2 separate regions of the Mus musculus genome follow, and region 1 is linked to region 2. The links are chromatin contacts, called in public Hi-C maps. All regions are on one chromosome and are shown on one strand. Each heading gives the region's core, a stretch centred on a gene start, on an enhancer-like site or on the middle of the called end of the contact. The rest is flanking DNA. Distances are from core to core; before and after follow the strand shown.

The links. A called contact is a pair of places that touch in the nucleus more often than the background predicts.
Region 1: a Hi-C map of bone marrow-derived macrophages shows a contact between it and region 2, with 27 read pairs. The contact joins two enhancer-like sites. A contact is called at or near these places in 5 of 15 datasets of contacts at CTCF or cohesin (the NIH/3T3 cell line, hippocampal excitatory neurons, large pre-B cells and 1 more), 23 of 484 Hi-C or Micro-C datasets (the Ba/F3 cell line, the G1E-ER4 cell line, the HL-1 cell line and 13 more), 5 of 115 datasets of contacts at active chromatin or transcription factors (the HPC-7 cell line, bone marrow-derived dendritic cells, embryonic stem cells and 2 more) and 3 of 9 other capture datasets (adipose tissue, liver and pancreatic islet).

What each region holds. Positions count from the first base shown.
Region 1 is chr3:107,851,199-107,854,520 of GRCm38.p6, forward strand. No RefSeq gene overlaps it. Among named protein-coding and RNA genes, the nearest start is that of Eps8l3, 24 kb to the right of the region's middle. Within about 2 kb of position 1,748, at least 72 of the 459 cell types and tissues checked have an H3K27ac peak or open chromatin away from gene starts, as enhancers often do. A contact at or near this core is called in bone marrow-derived macrophages, where this site is marked.
Region 2 is chr3:107,657,782-107,661,015 of GRCm38.p6, forward strand. No RefSeq gene overlaps it. Among named protein-coding and RNA genes, the nearest start is that of Gm52629, 25 kb to the right of the region's middle. Within about 2 kb of position 1,395, at least 1 of the 459 cell types and tissues checked has an H3K27ac peak or open chromatin away from gene starts, as enhancers often do. A contact at or near this core is called in bone marrow-derived macrophages, where this site is marked.

The DNA of each region.
Region 1 (3,322 bases), core at 498-2,997, 190 kb after region 2:
GCTGCCTAACCCGGCCAACCTGAGTTTAATCCTGGGAACCCCCATGGTACAAGGAGAAACTCCTGAAAGTTGTCTGCTGACCTCCACATACAAGTATATCATGGCATACACGTGTGTACATACATACATACATACATATACACAATTCAAAAATAAAATTAAAAACCTACCTGGGGCTGGAGAGATGGCTTGCCTCATTAAGTGCTTTCTTTTATTATTATTTTAAAATATTTATTTATTTACTTTATGTATGTGAGTACACTGTCGCTGTCTTCAGACACACCAGAAGAGGGCATCGGATCCCATTAGAGATGGTTGTGAGCCACCATGAGGTGGCTGGGAATTGAATCCAGGACCTCTGGAAGAGCAGTCAGTGCTCTTAACTGCTGAGCCACCTCTCCAGCCCCCATAAAATGCTTTCTGTACAAGCGTGAGGATCAGAGTTTGAGTTCCCAACATCCAGGTAACAAACGCAAAGGCATCTGCCTGTAGTCCCAGAACTGAGGCGTTTAGAGACAGGAGAAGCCCTAGAGCTCGCTGGTCAGCTGGTCCCGCCAAGTCAGTGACCATCTGGTCCAGTGAGAGACTGAGAGTGTAGAGGAAGACAGGCATAGACATCTGGCCTCCACCCACAGGTGTGTACATGTGTGTGTGCAACCCCTTTCACATGAACACACACAATACACCATACACACCACACACATAACCAAAAACACAAAAATGAACAAATAGCACAGCCCTGACTTTCCGCTGGGTCTTGTCTGTGTGGAGTCGGCAGTCTCACTGGGAAAAGAGCCTGGCTGCCTGAGGACAGCAGTGTGGGGTCCCACTCTGACCTCCAGTCCCACAACTCGAGCATCCCTTTCTAAGTGTAGTGTGTCTCCAGATCAGCAATGGGTCAACACCTCAGAAGCGTGTGTGTAGAGTCTCCGTTGTATTCCAAGCCCTGCGCCGGACACTGCCCTGCAGCAGTAAGCAGGATGGATGTGTCCAGCCTTTGGTAACTCTCCCATCCTTTCCAGTGTCACCACCCCTGTCTCCATTTATCCTCATTCCAGATTGCCTATGTTCCCATTTTCCAGCTCTGTAACACTGAGCAATGTGTTTAGTGCTCTGGACCTCATCTATAAAATAGGGTAAGGATCCCTCCCTCCTAGAAATGAATTAATATGAGAGCCCAGTGCAGATCCAGATTGATCCCGTTATCCTCTCCCCCCCCACCCCCACCCCCGGCTTGCCTCTGGTACTATCTTCCCCTAGCATGTCTTTCCTCTCTTCTGCAGAGACCTAGAAACCCAGCCTCTGAGAAGTTTTCAGAAGGAAGACAGGCAGGTTGTGGGGCAGGCCAGGGTTCTGCCAGACCTACCAGTCCTTGAGGCACTTTTCTGTTGCTGAGTGTTCTGCACCTCTTGGAAAGTGGATGAAGGCAGGAGTTTGGGCGATAAGACCCCTGCCTGTGACTACAATGCCAGTAGCATTGAATCTGAAGGACTCAGGTCTATTGACTGAAAGTCCCCGCTCCACCTGGTAGAACTGGTCCCTATAAACTATCAGCCACCTTACGACCACTGGCAGATTCAGGGGCCTCTGAGGATTAGCACCCAGATGCAGAGCCCTCTGACTTGGAGACAGGGGAATATATCTCTCAGAGCCAGATGAGACCCACAAAGCCTCAGGATGGGGGTACTGGCAGAGCCCCGTGGAGGCCCCACGGAAAGACTCAGCCCAGGAAACTCTGAGCAATGCCGGCAGACCACAGGGCTCTGAGCTTCCTGCTCTCCCCATTTAGGACACCCTGTCAACGTCAGAAGGCTTGTGAAACCTGCTGGTGGGCAGTGGAAACTCACGAGCCCCTAGGGTTCGTGGGCTGTGGTTGCCCCGCCCCTTTGCTGCCCTGGTGTCCACACTGCTATGGGATATGAGAAGGGTACCTGATGGAGGCCTGGAGAACTCCTCCTTGGAAGCCTGGGTCCTGGGCTCTGCATGTGTGTACTCTGGATGCTGCAAAAGTGCAGACTCTGTTGCTGAAGGCCTTTGGGGTAGGGAGATGTGGCTGGCGGTTCCTTTTCCAGCTTTGCTGGTTCTGTGCCTGACTTTGGGAAAGGTGCTTTCTTTGTTTCGGTTTTGTCACCTTTAAAATGGTGACCAAAAAGCACCCACATCCTGAACATTAAAGAGTGACAGAGACTTTTGAAGTACCTGGTACACAGTATGCTCTAAACAGGACCAGTTGTCTTGGCAACCGTGAGAAGAAACAGGCATCTCAGAAGTGGATATTTTTGACTCGTAATTTAATTATAAACTATCCAATCGACTACAGACGGTTCCAAACTTACAGTGGCTGTCTAGCTTAGTGCTATGAAAGCAATGCACACAATACAACAGAAAACACACTTTGAATGTGGGTCTTTTCCCGTGACTATGGATATGTAATCTGGCCCTCTCTGGTGAGGCTGGGAAGTGACAGGCAGCCACAGCTCCTAGTGAACCATGTGATGGTGGCAAGCAACAATGAGACCCTACAGTGTACTGAGTTGCTAAGCCATGGTTTTGGGGAGGCTGGGTATATGAACTGCATCTTCAATGACACTCTCAATGTACGATAAACTTACTGGAAACCAGACCCGTTGTAAGTCAAGAGGCATCCATGTACTTGGAAGAACGCACCGTCTTCTCAAAGCTGTTTCTCTCTTTGACTGTTCAACAATCCCTAGGTCTGTGTGGAGAGCCCAGCTTTGGTACCTCTGCTTAAGAACTGGAATGAAGACCTTACTGAGGGAGTCACACGTGGTCAGAAGAGGAAGTGGGCCCTGTACCAACCCGTGTATAACATAGCCATGGGGACCTTGCAGAGGCGGCCAAGGACAACGACAGAGGCTATTTTCTCAGCTACTCCCAGGGCTATTGCTCAAGACGGTCCAGGACCATCTGTGGCTATTCCTCCAGTGCTGCGCTTGCTGGGGCTCCTGCTTTATCCCTGCAGACCACATTAGAGCTTTGGTCCCTTTTTATCCCTCATGCTGAGGTGGGGCTCCATCTCCTTTCTACACCCTACAACACGATCATCCCTACAGCGATGCCATATCTTCCACTCCCAGATCTCTTGATGGTCAGCCTCAATGTCCGTCCACCTGCCCGTGGGCCAGCAAAGCAGCCCAGACTCAGAACAGAGAAGAGACGGGCTCCAGTGGGACATCCTGTTGTGATTTTCTCCCCAATACCTGGATATCAGGGAGAAGGCAAGGGGGAAGCCCAGCACTTGAGAGCTACTTTTTGTCTTTATGCTCTAGAAGCACTGAATGCTTCTAGAAGCATGAAGTGC
Region 2 (3,234 bases), core at 145-2,644:
CCATCCAGCTTGCCTTTTTTACCTTTTTGCCTTTTTTTTTTTTTTTTTTTTTTAAATAAATCAGATAGGGTTTCTCTGTGTAGCCCCAGATGTCCTGGAACTCACTTGTAGACCACACTGGCTTCGAATTCAGAGATCTGCCAGCCTCTGCCTGGGAATAGATGCATGTGATATCACACCCAGTTGACAAATGTGGTAGAGAACAATGTTACAGGAGGGTGCACACAACCAAGGAAGCAGCAGAGTTGGAGGACGCTGGTTTTATTTATTTGTTTGTTTTCTCAGAGGATTGGTTATAATAGCAAATAAAATTCCATCCCTGAGTACCTGAGAAAATGGTCTGGGGATCTCCTGGGGTCATTCTCATAGCATGAGTCCTCTCACATAAGTGGTCTCTGATTTAATATCTGTGACTCTGCTAGTAAGCCAGACCATAGATTTGGAATAGAAATGAACAAAAATTCGTTTGTTTAGCTGTCTAAGGGCACTGTAGGATTAGGGTGGGTAGGCTTTGCTTGAAAAAGAAAAATCTGTCTAAAGAGACCACTTTTATGTTTGCAGGAATTTCAAGTAAAAAGAGCCAGATATGGACGTTGGTGGCAAATTCAGCAACTAGCCAGACCTAAGGCTTCTGGGAAGCATCATCATCATCATCATTACTATTATCATTATTGTTATTGCTGTTGTTATCATTTACTCTTCTCCCCATTCTGTGACAAAATACCAGGCAGAAGCAACATAAGTAAGGATTTCCACCCATGGCTTCAGTCCAACACCATTGGCATCTTGTCTGAATCCATGATAGAGAAGTGACTATTAGCATATTACCCTGGAGGCTTGCCTGCAGTGACCCACAGACAACAGCTAGAACTCACTTATGCCCCAAAGGTTTCACAATCTCCCAACACAGAGTTACCAGCTGGAGACCAAGTGTGCGGACACTCAGGACCATGAGGAAAATCCAAACTGTAGCAGGTGAGGAGGATGTGACCAGTATTATTTCATCATTTGTGTGTTAGGGAGAATTGGGATAACATGATTTAGAAAGAGGTTAGTTCAGGGTGAAGTGGGTTAGGATGACCTGTAACAGACAAGCTAGCTAAGAAAAACTATTAACAAGAAAACCTCCAGGCAGAGAGGCCTTTACTCATATTACTTAGCTGATAATTGGCTTCTATAATCCCTTTTGAAGAGAAGCCTTCCTAGGGCTGTAGGACCAGTTAGAGTAGTTTGCCATCTTTGTTTTCCTATGAACCCTTGAGATTCACAATAGTGGGAGCGACAAGCTGGGATACCCTTCTATTTAGAGTAGAGCTGAACAGAGGGTAAACCTCCATGTTTTGTTTTGTTCATGTATTCTTTTATATGCAAGTGCTCTGTCTGCATATACTCTTGCATTCCAGAAGAGGGCATCAGATTCTATTATATAGATGGTTGTGAGCCACCATGTGGTTACTGTGAATTGAACTCAGGACCTTTTCAAGAGCAACCTTTCTAACAGCTGAACAACTTCACCTAGATCCTCCTTCAAGTTTTGAACAGGCTTGTAACTCCCAGGACTAAGTAGAAATTCCTCATGTGTCAGAAGCTGGTAAGATTTCTATAAACAAAACAACTGTAGAACACCTCACAAAGACTATTTTAAGGAATCAGGAGCTCTTCATACTCAGAGAAGGCACATGGATGAGCAGTTTTAGTCAGGACTGAGTTCTCTGAAATAACTTGGCCAGGATGTTTTTATGTCTATAATTAGCATTTTTGTTATGTTATCCATATCAAAAGTAATTGGTGATCCTCAGCACAGAAGAGAACTGTTGGGTGCCATGGGCCTGCCCCAGCCTTTAGGGCACCGGGACTGGGTGGGACACAGCATCAAATAAAGGTCAAAGACTGATGATCCCTGGCCGTATAATCTTACTGTTTGTGCTTTAGTAAGTGCTGGTTTCTTTTCTCTTAGTATTTGTGCTTTAAAAAGGCTGGCTTCTTTCTCTGTAATTTTCTCTTACTATTTTGTGGTATTTAGCACTGGTTTCTTTTCTCTCTTAAGGACCTTTTGCTGGCCAGGAGAGAGGTTTGGAACTCATTAACTCTTCGTGAACCAGAGGTCCGACTGGACCACTTGTCTCATCGACTTCACATGTGTTCATGCATAGTGACATACATACATACATACATACATACATTTGGTGGATGGGCCACACAGCCCCAGATGCCACACTTTATTCCTTTTCTCTGGCCTTATACCTTCTTAGACAAAAGTTCTTTAGAAAGTTCTCATAGAAAAATGATAAAGGGGGAATTGCAGGATGTTGATAGTTCAAAGCAGTGTTTCAGTCTATAAGCTCATTATAAGTTCAAAGCAACAGTTTCCCATAACCTCCCTTTATCATAGTACATACTTGTGGCTTCATCCTTGGATCTGACATAGGGTGTTTTTCCTCGATCACAAATTTGTCCCCAGCCTATTTCTCTTTTGTATTCCTTATTATGCAGGAGCCATTAGACTATGTACTAATGACAGAAAAAGGCATACCAGCTGTAAGAAGCAATCAATCCTGAAATAAAGTCTATTGGGACCTTGCCTCTTAAGAGCTCACCCATCATAGGCCATGCAAAAATGGTAGGTCATATCTAGGAAAGTCACCTGCTAGCCTTAGGCTCTCCTAGATGGATCCTGACAGTTGAGTATTTTGCTGTAAAGGAAGGCCCATTACTACTCTATAGGGCCTTGGTAACTCAAAGTCAAGAATGATCCCTTTAAATGTCAAGTAGGGTAACATATGCCTGTAGTCCCACCAATTAGAAGACAGAGGCAGGACAGTGAGTTCAAGGACAGCTTGGGCTATAGAAGAGACTCTATTCCATAGCATACGGTGTCAGTAATGACTAGGAGCTAGGCACAGCTCTGTGTTGGTGGCATGTGGGTAAAGTCCATCTGCCAATCCTTTCTCTGGGATATACTCACTTGGACTGGAGTGAAGTCCTCCTGCAATATTGTGTTACTAAATGAAATAGGTTTTGTCATTTGAGCAGTTCCAGAAAGTCCCTTGCCAAATAGGGAACTCATTGTATCCCTCCTGAAGCAAGAGTAATCATTTGTTTTTTTTTATTATTAAAAAAAATCTGTTTGCATGTGTTTATGTACATGTGTGTGCAGGTACCTGCAGAGATCAGAAGAGGGCATCAGATCATGAGAACTAAAATTTACAGGTAAGCTGGTTTTCCACGTGTGTC